Linked DNA regions of Rattus norvegicus: region 1 is linked to region 2. The links are chromatin contacts, called in public Hi-C maps. All regions are on one chromosome and are shown on one strand. Each heading gives the region's core, a stretch centred on a gene start, on an enhancer-like site or on the middle of the called end of the contact. The rest is flanking DNA. Distances are from core to core; before and after follow the strand shown.

What was found. A called contact is a pair of places that touch in the nucleus more often than the background predicts.
Region 1: a Hi-C map of liver shows a contact between it and region 2, with 3 times the contacts expected there. The contact joins the promoter of Rap2a here to the promoter of Mbnl2 in region 2. A contact is called at or near these places in 4 of 12 Hi-C or Micro-C datasets (Schwann cells, frontal cortex, liver and 1 more) and 1 of 1 datasets of contacts at active chromatin or transcription factors (oligodendrocytes).

What each region holds. Positions count from the first base shown.
Region 1 is chr15:103,998,882-104,005,522 of GRCr8, forward strand. It overlaps Rap2a (RAP2A, member of RAS oncogene family), which reads left to right and starts at 4,863. Exons shown (of 1, transcript NM_053741.1): 1 at 4,863-5,353. The coding sequence starts at 4,868. The coding sequence ends at 5,185. LOC120097088 (a long non-coding RNA gene) reads left to right here. Exons shown (of 3, transcript XR_005494308.2): 3 at 2,724-3,559.
Region 2 is chr15:103,790,634-103,797,675 of GRCr8, forward strand. Mbnl2 (muscleblind-like splicing regulator 2) reads left to right here and starts at 1,555. Exons shown (of 9, transcript NM_001111064.2): 1 at 1,555-1,753.

The sequences.
Region 1 (6,641 bases), core at 3,613-6,112, 210 kb after region 2:
AGATAGACTGAGACAGTGCACAGATAGACTGTGTACTAGACAGTGCACAGAGAGACTGTGTACTAGACACTGCAGAGATAGACTGTGTACTAGACACTGCACAGATAGACTGTGTACTAGACAGTGCACAGAGAGACTGTGTACTAGACACTGCAGAGACAGTGTACTAGACAGTGCACAGATAGACTGTGTACTAGACACTGCATAGATAGACTGAGTACTAGACAGTGCACAGATAGACTGTATACTAGACACTGCACAGATAGACTGTGTACTAGACAGTGCACAGATAGACTGTGTACTAGACAGTGCACAGATAGACTGTGTACTAGACACTGCACAGATAGACTGAGTACTAGACACTGCACAGATAGACTGTGTACTAGACACTGCACAGATAGACTGTGAACTAGACAGTGCACAGGTAGACTGTGTACTAGACACTGCACAGATAGACTGAGCACTAGACACTGCACAGATAGACTGTGTACTAGACACTGCACAGGTAGACTGTGTACTAGACAGTGCACATATAGACTGTGTACTAGACACTGCAGAGATAGACTGTGTACTAGATAGTGCACGGGTAGACTGTGTACTAGACAGTGCACAGGTAGATTGTGTACTAGACACTGCACAGATAGACTGTGTACTAGACACTGCACAGATAGACTGTGAACTAGACACTGCAGAGATAGACTGTGTACTAGACACTGCACAGATAGACTGTGTACTAGACACTGCAGAGACAGTGTACTAGACAGTGCACAGATAGACTGAGTACTAGACAGTGCACAGGTAGACAGTGTACTAGACAGTGCACAGATAGACTGTGTACTAGACACTGCATAGATAGACTGAGTACTAGACAGTGCACAGATAGACTGTGTACTAGACAGTGCACAGATAGACTGTGTACTAGACACTGCACAGATAGACTGTGTACTAGACACTGCACAGATAGACTGTGTACTAGACACTGCACAGATAGACTGTGAACTAGACAGTGCACAGGTAGACTGTGTACTAGACACTGCACAGATAGACTGTGAACTAGACAGTGCACAGGTAGACTGTGTACTAGACAGTACACAGGTAGACTGTGTACTAGACACTGCACAGATAGACTGTGTACTAGACAGTGCACAGATAGACTGTGTACTAGACAGTGCACATATAGACTGTGTACTAGACACTGCAGAGATAGACTGTGTACTAGACACTGCAGAGACAATGTACTAGACACTGCACAGATAGACTGAGTACTAGACAGTGCACAGGTAGACTGTGTACTAGACAGTACACAGGTAGACTGTGTACTAGACAGTGCACAGATAGACTGTGTACTAGACAGTGCACAGATAGACTGTGTACTAGACACTGCACAGATAGACTGAGTACTAGACACTGCACAGGTAGACTGTGTACTAGACAGTGCACAGGTAGACTGTGTACTAGACAGTGCACAGAGAGACTGTGTACTAGACACTGCACAGATAGACTGTGTACTAGACAGTGCACAGATAGACTACGTACTAGACACTGCACAGATAGACTGTGTACTAGACAGTGCATAGGTAGACTGTGTACTAAACAGGGCAGAGACTAAACAGGGCATAGATAGTGATAGTTACTTTCAGTTGCCAGTTAGACAGGATTAAGAAATACCCAAGGCACAGTGAGGCACTCTGGGGCATGTCTGTGAGGAATTGTCCAGAGGACTGGTTGAGGGCAGGGAAGAACAACCTTGAATGCATTTCTACCCACCCCACCAGCTAGGGTACTGGATTGATAAGGGAAAGGGGAGGACTGAGATTCAGAACTCCCTTCTTCCAGAGCATCTGAGATGTGAGTGAACAGCATCCCACTCTGGCCACAGGAAGCTAGCCACCCACTGCTTAACTATTCCAACCGTGACGATGGACTCTGTCTTGTGAGGCACTGGGGGAGATAAACTTTTCCTCCTTTAAGTTGCTTTTGTTAAGTACTTAGTCACAGCGGTGAGAAAGGCTACCAATACTGGTTGTCATATCCACAAAGAACATGTGATGCTTCTAGGCTCTACTTAATTCCCTTGACACCTGAAAATGTTATCACCCATACACATGGTTTGGTTGTACTGGAAGCATTCTGCTTTTCCTCACAAAACTAGCTGCTATGGAGCTGAAGTAATCACAACCCAGCCTACTAGTCTCACAGAAAACTAGACTTCCAAAATCCAGCTACTGACCTCCTGTATCAGCTTCTTGAAACATTGCTGTCAGAGTCATTCAGACATGAAACGAGGCTCCCTCGACTTTAGTTCATGTTCTTACATGATTAAATTAGAATGAGAGAGCAGATCCCCTTCAGTTTTGACTCCCATGAAACGTTCCTGATGCTTCCCTCCTACAGTTTCTTCACTGCCTATTCTCTAAGTTTCAACTTCTCAAAACTTCATAGTACACAATTGAGAATGACGGACCTGAGCTATATCGGCAGACTTCATATCCATGCATCCAAACAGCAGCAACTCAAAAATACTGGGTGGGGGGGGGGATGGAGAACTGTACGGAACAGTAGGTTTGTTATGATTCATTCCCCCCAAAGACTGTATCATAACTATTAGCCTAACATTTACAGTATATCAGACAGACAAGGAATCTAGAGAGAACCGGAATATACAAGAGAGTGTGTAGGTTAAGTACGAATATGCCATTTCATATACGGGATTTGATTTGCAGGCTTTTGGTTCTGGAGGTGGCCTGGAACCAAACGTCCATGAATCTGAAGGAAGGAGAGACGGCAGCTGACATTTTCAATTTGACAAGGCACTTGCGCTCTACATTGTTTGAAATAAAAATTTGCAGTCATGTTGTGGCTAGGTAATTCAAGCATATGGAATGCTTAAACGTTCAGAAACAATAGGCAGTCGGGAACTCCTATATCAGAATACATTTTTGTACTTTGACAAGTGACAGAAAAGATATAAAAGAATGTCCCGCTGTTAGAGGAGCCCAGACTGAAATCCACTCTACAATGACCTTGTGGGAAATCAGAATGGTGGAGGGGCACACCGAACTCTGACAGAATTGAAAAAGAATACAGCCTTCTGAAAAGTATGAGGCAGTAATGACCAGAGTTGTCATTTCAAGAACATGGTTTAATGAAGATAAATGCGATGACCAGTTATTGCAGGCTGGAGGGTGTAATTTTTCATAAATTTGCGATTATGGCTGGGAGTGTATGACGAAGATCGGGGGAGGGCAAAGATAAGCTGGTTTACCACAGGGTAGAAAATACACATTTTAGGAGGCTCGAACGGAGGACCGCTGCAACTGCTGCCAGATGGATGTCTCCAGAGGGCCCGGAAAATGTCTCACCCTGAAGACAAAAGTCCCTGTTTTCCCGATTCAGCCCACGATCCAGCCCGCATCCTTTGCCACCACTTCCATGCCCATCTCCAGGCAGAATGCCACGGAGGCGACGTTAGAACAGAAATCATCCCTTTCCCCAGCCAACGCAACCCGCTCCTGTGCCAGAACACCCGGGAGTCGGGCGCTCCAGCCCCGCCCCTCCCAGTTCCCTGGCAGCCCTGCACTGTCTCTATACCTCAGACCTGAGTGGCAGAGCACCGGGAGGGATTTGATTGGCTCCCCTCAGCCCGCCGTCTCTCCTCAGCTGGCTTACGATTGGTTATCAGAGCGTGCGCAAGCGCAAACGCAGCCCCGCCAGCCCCGGAGGGGAGTTGGCTCAGTCTATCACTGGGTCTTACACCAATCGGCTAGCAAGATGAGACGTCTTCTCATTGGTCAAGAGTGGTAGTCTGGAGTCCAGACCCGCAACCTGATTGGCTACAGTGAATCCGAGCTTCCGCATCGACATCCCCGCAGGCTGTTGCTGAGCTGCTCTGGAGGGGTGTGGGGGGGGGTCTCTTGACGGTGGCTGGCGGATCCGAGCTCCAGGTTTTCCAGGCGCCCGTGGCTGTCTACCAGTGCAGGGGAGGAGCTCGGCTTACGTCAAACTCGAGGAGGGTGGGGCTAGAGGGCGTGCCGGTGACGTCATCGGGCGCGGACCAGGTTGCGTGTAGGCTGGGCGCCGCCGACTAGCGGAGCTTCGATTTGCTTGTGTAACTTATGGCAGCGGCCCTTAAGGCTCACGTTGTTACGTATAACGAGTTAAAGCCAAAGCTCTCTGAAGGCTGACAAGCTGAGTGATGTCGGCCACAGGCTGGCCCGTCGTGAGGCCCCCAAGCACGGTGCGCATGTCTCCCTGTGCCCACCATTCCTCTACTGTCACCTCCAGCAAACCCTGAGCGTGGGAGTCTGACGTCGCCCGCCATCGGGAGGAGGAGAGCGCGCAGACGCAGTACGGAGGCCTGTAGGGCTGGGTGTTGCCAGACGTCTGCGGAAGCCGAGTCTCGCTAGAGCGCGCCGACGGTCGCTAGGCGACGGCGCGAGAGGAGGGCCTTCCTCTATGCTCCGCCCACCAGGCTGGCTCCGCCCCTGGCAGCGCTGCGGCTGGGCTCGGGCGCGCGCTCCAGCGCTAGGGAAGCGGCGGCGGCAGCAGCGGCGGCGGCGGGTGCTGGGCGTGGAGGCGCGAGGGGCGGGGCGGGCGGCATTGCGGGGCCGCGGTTCGGGCGGCTCCGGCTCGGGCTCGAGCTCCGTTGCTGCCGGCGCCCTCCAGGCTGCATCGTCCTCCGGCTTGGCCCGCTCACAGGGCCGCGCGCTGCTCCCTCAGTTGTAGCTCCGCTGCCGGCGCCCAGGGCGCTGCCGCGGCCGTGAGCCGGCGTGTCCGTAAGGGCGGCGGGGCCGCGGGGTCGGGGCGCGGCGCGCGGGCGCAGGTCTATGTCGCGGGCGGCGGCGGCGGCGGCGGCCGCGCAGGGACGATGCGCGAGTACAAAGTGGTGGTGCTGGGCTCGGGCGGGGTAGGCAAATCCGCCCTGACCGTGCAGTTCGTGACCGGCACCTTCATTGAGAAATACGACCCCACCATCGAGGACTTCTACCGCAAGGAGATCGAGGTGGACTCGTCGCCTTCGGTGTTGGAGATCCTGGACACGGCGGGCACCGAGCAGTTCGCGTCCATGCGGGACCTGTACATCAAGAACGGCCAGGGCTTCATCCTGGTCTACAGCCTGGTCAACCAGCAGAGCTTCCAGGATATCAAGCCCATGCGGGACCAGATCATCCGCGTGAAGCGGTGAGCAGAGCGGGGCGCACGGGGGCTCGGTGGCTGCGGCGATCCCGGTCCCTGGCTCGCCCGGGCTACACCACCTCCTTCCGGGGCTCAGACTTGCGGGCTTTGTTTCACAAGTAAAATTGGGCAGCCCGTTAACCCCCAGCTCAGCCCTTTGTTTCTAGGACATTGGTAGCGCTCCTTCTGGACCCCAGAGAAAACAAAGTTTCAAACTTGCAAGAAGAGAAGGGATGAGTAGGTGGGCGCTAGGGAAAGGGGAGCTGTCTAAGTGGAGGCACGTCTGTGCAGAGTGAGCGCGCGCTTAAATCCACCCTTCAGAGGTTTGACAGCCAGAATTCGCACGTACATATCTTGTGACAGTGTCAATACTAGTTAAGGGGCCCTTTCTTGTCGCGGAAAAGATTAAATGTTGTCAGGAGGTTGGCAGAAATGAATTAGTGCAAAACTTTAAAGGCACATTGGCAAATAATTCGAAGACCACATAACATTCACGAGGTTTGGCATATAGAAACACGCTTGTGACATTTACGTTGAAAGAGTGCATTTCTCTTCCTCTCTTAAAAGCTAGCCTTCCCACCCCGCCCCCTCAAAAAAAAAAAAAAAAAAAAAAAAAAAGGAAGGAGGCTATTCTTGGAAACCAAACAGAAGTTTAGTATGAGCTGTGGCTTGTGTATCAGCTAATTTAAAGTTAGTGCGGGGGGGGGGGGGGGACAAACACGCTTTTTCTTGATGTAAACTGTTCAAAGAATGCATTTTGCATGTGGCAGTAACCTGAATGCTTTCAGTGTTTGTTTTCTCTTAAGTTGATGCCATGTATTTTTACCCTCAACCTTTTAAATATCAAAGTCTAACATGTTATTACAGAGTTTTGGCAAGATTTTCTAGTTCTTCTTTACTGATAACGTTCTTTTCTGGTCCTTATAAACTAGTACTGCTGAGGGTCTTCCAAAATTATTCTACCTGTAGCTACATTTGAAGTCACCATTGAAGGTTTAAATAGAAACAATAATCACATTTATCAGTCATTTGGGGTTTACACACTTCAGAGCTCAGAACAAGTTATTTGTATTCAGGGAATACTCAAAATTTCCTTGCAAGTGGTGGGTCTTTAACCCTGTACAGAGACCAAAAGAATGTCCTCTCCTCAGTTCCTTCTCCCAGATACTCGAGTGTTCATGTTAACTGCTCCAGCTGCCCCTCCTTCACACCCCAGTTCGTGTCAGCGCATCTGTGCAGGAACCAGCATGCTGAGGTCCCCAACGGGGTGGGCCACACCATGTTGCAGCTTCTGGTGAATTTGTGTAGCTCCTCTCTCGGTTATAATAATGGCTACTTTGTTTACTAGAGCAGTTTGTTGATATTTCAACCCGGGACAACAGACTAAGATTCCACTCACCCAGACTCACTAGTTGCAGCTCTTGATATAAGAAGGGCGATGGGCTGAGTGGAGTTGAGCAGCATTT
Region 2 (7,042 bases), core at 305-2,804:
CGACTTTTCAGGGGAAACAACAACAACAACGACAGACTCAACCAAAGCCTACCAATGATAATACTGACTAGAAACAAAAATAAGAATTAAGGATTAAGGGGCTGGGGATTTAGCTCAGTGGTAGAGCGCTTACCTAGGAAGCGCAAGGCCCTGGGTTCGGTCCCCAGCTCCGAAAAAAAGAACCAAAAAAAAAAAAAAAAAAAAAAAGAATTAAGGATTAAAATCAAGAGGAATAAAACAAGGTATTCTATTGAAGAATCGGTCCACAAGTCACAAGAAATGCTGTGTTTTACGAACGAAAACATGAAACTTAAAAACACTTAAATCATTACATCCTGCCCTGATGCTCCCTTCCAGATGCATTCATTAAACAGTTGCTCATAAAAAAAAAAATTAGAGAGTTAGGCTCACTCTTTCAGATGAATAGGGTCTTTGTTTTTGCCTGGAGTTGGTCACGGGACCATCATACTTAATTTTTAAGATCCAAAACGTTGTGTTTTGTGGAAGGAAAATGTGTGCTTATTGTGTTTTCTAAATGCCGTATGTTTTTGTTTTTTTGTTTTCAAAGCATGCAGAAACGCTGTTGACTGGGGAGGAAAAAAAATAATCGTTTCAGTTCTTTCTTTTTTTCCCCCTTGCTTTATCTTGGGGGAATCTCTGGCATCTGTGGGTCAACCTTTGCAGACTGAAAATGGAGGATGTCCCTTAGGTCAGTGCCAAGTGTATTCAGCAGTAAACGCCCTCCCACAGTCATTGCGGCACTAAGGACAGGATAGCCAACGTATGAGTATTTATCAAATGGCATCTAAGAAGGTTAAAACACAGTTAATCCCCCAGTGGGTGCCAGCCAAGAGCCTCAAAGCTTAATGTAGAGATATCAATTCCGTCGTTCAGCATCCCCTCACTGAAGTCTCTAGTGCTCTGGAAACTTAGATGGAAAATATATGGGTTCCAGTAAGTGGCCACTGCAGTGACAGCTCTCCAGAAAAGCTGTGTGCTGAGGCTTCAAGCATGGTCTTCAGTGTGTACTCCAACTTGCTTATAGCCTCCCTCAGTCACGGTGGTTGCATGCAAATGTTTCGTAAGGTATCACTTTCCATGACAAACACTGAATTATTGTCTCACATATGAATAAGAACATCTCTATCCATACGCTTTCTCAAACGCCATAAGACTTTCAGTTTGGGATCCAATTGGATTCCTTGGCCATCTTAGGAGTTTCGTGATTCCCGGAGTGTTTATGATGCAACTCCCGGCTCCGGGCTGGGTGTCTCGAAGCGTATTTGTCTGAGCTACCCTACCCCTCTCTGTGCTCTGCCAATTATGTGCCACTTTGTCTCGGAGCTATGACTGCTTTCCTCGGAGAGGGAGATCCCTCTTCCATCAGTATGGACGCACTGTTTTCAGAGCCTGCCAGCGCCGTGTTGCTGTGTCAGTCATCCTATGAGGACCAGTTTCAGACGAGGAGGGCTGACGAGCTGGCTGGGGATTGGCCGGCTGCGTATGGGCGGGGCCTGTGGGAAGGAAGGGCTGCAGCTCACAGCAACAGAGTTTAGACTGTCTTTGCTTCATCATCTGAAGGTAAAATTTTCCAGCCACGGCCGGCGGCTCGCAGAGTACAATAAACAGGGACGGAGAACTATTTGCATGGACCCCCCTTCCTCATGATGCGGTGGAGAAGCCGCGGCCACTCGGTCCTGCCAGATGTTCTTGGGGTTACTGTACAAGGGGAGGACGAGCAGAGCTAAACAAGGTAGGAGAAACAACCCCCCTTCCCCATTTTTTTTTTTTTTTAATGTTTAAAGAGTTTGCTGCAGTATGCTGCATTCCATGTGTGTGCTTAGGGAAGCCAGGGAGACCGATTCCACTAATTCGAGCGGAATACTCGCAGGAAACCCTGGAGTTTTACGTAACATTCGGATTTGAGAACAAGAAATGGCAAAGCTGGAATCTACGCCGCCCGTTTAGGGTGAGGCATAAAAACCGAGGTTTCTATTTATTTATTTAAGGGGCAGATCCATTTGCTATTATTGTTTTTTAATCCTCTGAAAGATCCAGGTCAGTATTTTCTTAAGATAATCGAGGTTTTTACGGCCAGAGTGGGCTACAGAATAAAGTTTACATGTTTCCTGTTCTTTGGAAACACACTTGAAATTGAGAATTTAAAAAAAAAAAAAAAAGAAAATCATGGTGAACAATCATCGGTTGAACGCCTGGGACCAAAATATGTCTGTTTCTTGGAAACTGGGGGCCACCCTGGTGCTACAGGGCAATGGCTTTAATTGAGTTTCAAAAGCACATTTTAAGCACCGAGGCAGAATGTGAGGTAGCTTCCTGGCTGGTCTTAGGCACTGTAGTTCAGTGTTTACATTGCTTTTCCTGGCAGCCTCCGTCTTTGTTTCCAGCTTAAAAGTGGGACCATTATGTTCAAAAGTAAAGCTGGGTTAATAATGCTTACTGCAATTATCTGATCTGTATGCATTTTTAATGAGAACACACAGCCAGCAGAATAATTTAATGAGAGCAGGCTAGCTTTTAAAGCTGGGCTCTCACTATGCCCAGCCAGATCAACTTTCTTGCCGAGAAGCAGCGGCTAGAAAGGTTGAAGCAGATTTATTTTTAACACACTTGGCCCAGGAGAAGGAAAGGCTCTCTCAGTGTTAAAGATTCTTTCTGCCCTTTTCCGTTTTAAATTTCTGCCAGGCCTGAGGAAACCGAGCTTTTTTGTTAGGCCTTGGAAGCATGTGTTTACAATAAATGTGTAACATTTTTAGAATAGTTAGCAAGCACTGAAGCGAAGGGAAAAAAAAAAAAACTTGCCTAACTGCCACCTCCGTGAATGTTCCAGTGAATGTTCCAACGGTCTTCAAAAGGCCTTACTGTCTCTTTAAAAGACAAAGATTAAGTAGGAAAATGTCTGTTAGGGCATATGTGTATTTAGGCAGCAACGAGGAACAAAAATTAAACAAGAGACATTTTTACCATCTATGTAAGAGGAAGTTTCTTCCTCTCTTTTGCTCCCTTCTGAGGGACAGCAGCACTGTTCATTTAAATAAGGGCAATGCCACGTAGATTCTTCTAGACCCACGGTTTTTACTTTCAAGGAGAAGTGCAGGACACTAGCCCAGAACTCCTGACGTCATCCCCCAACTATTTCTGCTGTGTGTTCTTTTATTCAGCTTGTGGAGAGGAATATTTCTCTATGTCCAGGCCAGGAACATTCGAACTCCCAGTTGGCAGGACTTGAGTTATGCCTTCCCATTTAAACTCACAGCCTATCCATCCCCCTTCACAGGCCAAATAGGGCAACTTCTCCTACCTGCCTGCCTGCCCAGGTTTTCTGCCAGCTTCTCTGGCTTGGCCAGTGCAAAGCCTTGGCCTCTGAGCTGAATTTCACTTTCTTTCTGGCCTCTCTTAGCTGCGTGGCTTGGCAAGGCTACCTGTGTGGCCTATCCCAGGGGGGCCAATGCCAGGGGGGCGCAGCTGGGGGGTCCACCCCAGGGGGACCCAATCCCAGCTCCCCTGGAACCATTATCTAAGGCCCGGGATATGCTACCAAGTTCAAGGTTGATTGGATGGTGGGTGACAGCTGCTTTCATAGATACAGCACCTCGTCCTAAGGCAGATGGCTCAAAGGAAATAAAATACAACACTGCCTGCTGTTAACCCTGTGTCACAGGTGGCACTTTTGTAACACCCTTGATTGTACGATCGGGAGAAAGGTTAGTGTTTATTGAGGTTCCTTCTAAAGAAAGAATTTGGGTTAGAGCACACTGCGGTTCAGGAGTCCCTACTACCTACCAGCTGGCCTCCCGCACCACTTAGTGTGGCCTTGGGCAAGTGCCTACCTCAGTTTCTTTATCTTCTTGGAACAAGTAATACTTCTTACACGTTCTCTCCTAGAATTCTAGGGACCTGTTTTGTACAAACAACAGTAACAAAAGTTGTTTGTCTCCTGGGACAATGCCGGGTGAAGTACAAAGGAAGGGGCCTCTGTGTGGAAACATTGTGGATAATGTCTTGGGGTGTTTAGATTGAAGGCTACAAAATATAAAACCTTCCAGTCTCTGTCAGTTTCTTACAAGTTTTCTAAAGATGCCCAAGCCAACTAAATGGAATTTCCAAGGAAGTCAAGAAGGCATGGTTGTTAGCCTGCGTTTCCTCCATCCATCTCACCTAATGTTCCAGAAGCTGCTGGGTAAGCTGGTCTCTGCCAGCAGTGGGCTTAGTAGAGCTGTGGTGGCCCAAAGTTCTCAGTGCCGCTCTTCCTTTGCCTCTTGTGTGAAATCTGTGGAAGTGGAGGGAAGGAGAGGGAAGGCCCGGCGGAAGGCAGGAAAGGATGCTTGTGGAATATACTGGTCATGCAGCTTACTGCTCAACAGCCTGCCTTCTCCTCTGCTCGTTGTTTTAATTTGCTGTTGCCATGGTGAAAACAAATCAATATCACATGGCTCTGGGCCAGTCCCAAGCTCTGGGAGTGCCATAGAGATCCAAGAGCAGGTACTTGGGATTTCAAGCAGGAATGGGGAGCAGGGGACTTAGATACTGAGCAAATTCCTCCTGGAGAAGGAGTTGGGTCAGTCTGACACTCGTTTATCTCTTCCTTCTTGCATTCTCTTATCGGCAAGGAAAAAAACTGTGGGAAGCAAGGCAAGCTGACTCATTTACATTTTCCAAAATAACGAAACAGTAGCAGTGCAGAAGCTAGGGGCATCGCAGTGGTGGGGAAGGATTTTACTTAATGAAGAAATGGTCCAGGGACAAGAGGGAGTAGTTTGGGTGCCGTCAGCCCCTCCACAAGAGAGCTACCCCTGAAAGGCCCTTGGGAGGCTAACAGCTACTGCTGGGCCTGTCAGGCAAGAAAGCTGGCAAAGAGGAAGCAAGTGGGCAGTCGGGGTGAGGAGTGTCAGAGAAAGGGAAGCAGGCAGGAGCCTGAGTCATGACAGATCAGTAGGTCAAAAGTCCATCAGGTGAGCTCCCAGAGAACTCCAAGGTCACGACCCCACAGAGAACAGGACACTTCTTCCTTTTCACAAGAGCAGCGGAGGCTCAGCCTCAAGCCCTGTGAAGAGGGAAAGAGACTGCAGAAAATAATACTACTAATAAAGAGTCAGGAGCCCGAGCCTCCTTTTCTGGAAAGAACCACTCAGTTAGAGAGAGATACATGCTGCTTTGTGGAGCTGGGAATTTGGTATTTCCCTCTTTGGAGGATGGGGTGGGTCTTACCTGGCTCTGGTCGATTCGTTTTGTTGATGGTTTTGTGTGTGTGTGTGTGTGTGTGTGTGTGTGTGTGTGTGTGTGTTTTCGTGTTTTCTTTCTCCATCATTTAGTTAGTCTAGTTTTGTTTTCCTTCTTGAAAATGTGTACAAAGTGTCTCTTGCAGTGAGGAGTCGGTGTTTGCTTCAGGCCCTGGGCTCTGTCAGCCCTAGGCCTGGCCTCCACTGCAGTACTGAGCCAAAACAGGTATCCTCAGTCAGGCCTCAGCTTTGTTTGCTGAACCGGAGCTCCCTGAGCTCCGTGATGGGGGCCAGTTTTCAGCTGACCTTCTCTTTTTTTTTTTTTTTTTTTTTCTTTTTCTTTTTTTCGGAGCTGGGGACCGAACCCAGGCCCTTGCGCTTGCTAGTCAAGTGCTCTACCACTGAGCTAAATCCCCAACCCCCAGCTGACCTTCTCTTACACCCCCTCAATATGACAAAAAAAAAAAAGTCTTGGACCCGAGGACTTGCTTTAGTGTTTTGACAAAGCAAGTGTTGTTTAAGGTCTCTTGGGTCAGCTATCCAACATCAGTCAACAAGTGTTTGTTAGGCGACCTTTGGTCAGGGTTTTTGGGCTTGGTTAGGACTTCAGGCTACCCGCCTTCGTTTAAGTACAAACACACCCGTCATAAAAGCCTGGATTTCAAAGGCTTGAAAACATCGCTATTGGCTAATGTTAAGCTAGCGTTGTACCCATCAAACATTGATTTTAATCTGGATGTGAGTCTGGTGTTGAGGCTGGATAAAACATGTTTAATTTTTTTTTTTTTTTAAGATTTTAGATGTCCGTCCTTTCTCTACCCCTGCTATATCTCTTACAGCGCCTGTTGTTTAATTAACATAAAGAGAGGTGAGCGTGGTGTGTCAGAGTGCTTGAAACATGCAGATTAGATGCCTTTGGGGAGCACTCAGAGTCTCAGCCACCAGAGCCTCAGCCTGAAGTGGTAAGGCTGTGGCACATCGTTTATAAAGCCTTAAATGCCAGTCGGTGAACAAAGGGAAATCTTAGACCTGCTCACACTTCTGAGCCTCGGCCGGCCCCCAACAGCCCATGATGCAATTATGAGGAAACCTGATGCTGCCTCTGGGGACTACACTTCCCCCACATTCTTTCATAAATGCAGGGGGTTTGTTTTGTTTTAGTCAATTTCCCTTCCTAAAGTTTAAGTTGTTTGGATGGTAGTGATTCAGGGGATTTTTTTTTTTTTTTTTTTTTTTTTTTTTTTTTTTTGGCCCCTGCTAGAACATTCCTTCTCAGGACAAACACAAACCGTGTGAGGCTAAAGGATGCAGTTAGGGGCAGACATGAGAGAGGAGGCCGAAGACGCAGCCTCTCTTTGAAAGTTCTTTTTAATTTTTTTAAATCGTTCCGGTGTCTCCATTGACAGAAGAGCTAGGCCACCGTTCGGGTTGGGAGCATCCATGGCAAGCCGGCGTCCAAGAACTGTAGGGCGTAAGTCAACTCTATGGGAACAGGAGAGAGTGGGACGTGCCCGGAACCCTGAGCATGTCCTCCTGCTGTCTGCGGTGCACAAAGGCTAGGAGAGATGAGGGCAGAGCACACCTTGTCTCTAGACAGACAACGAGCAGACAGGGGACCCTTGCACTTGACAAGGGCTTTTGTGGTATCTCCATCAACAGCTTCAGTGGGAAGTCCCGGGATGGGGGCCTCGTTTAAGGCACCCTGGCTAAAACCCCAGGAGACGAGTTATTAGATTTCAAAAGTTTTATTTGTGTAGACTGGGGATACCCCAGTTGTCAATCCTCCCACCGCATAAAGCCAGGCG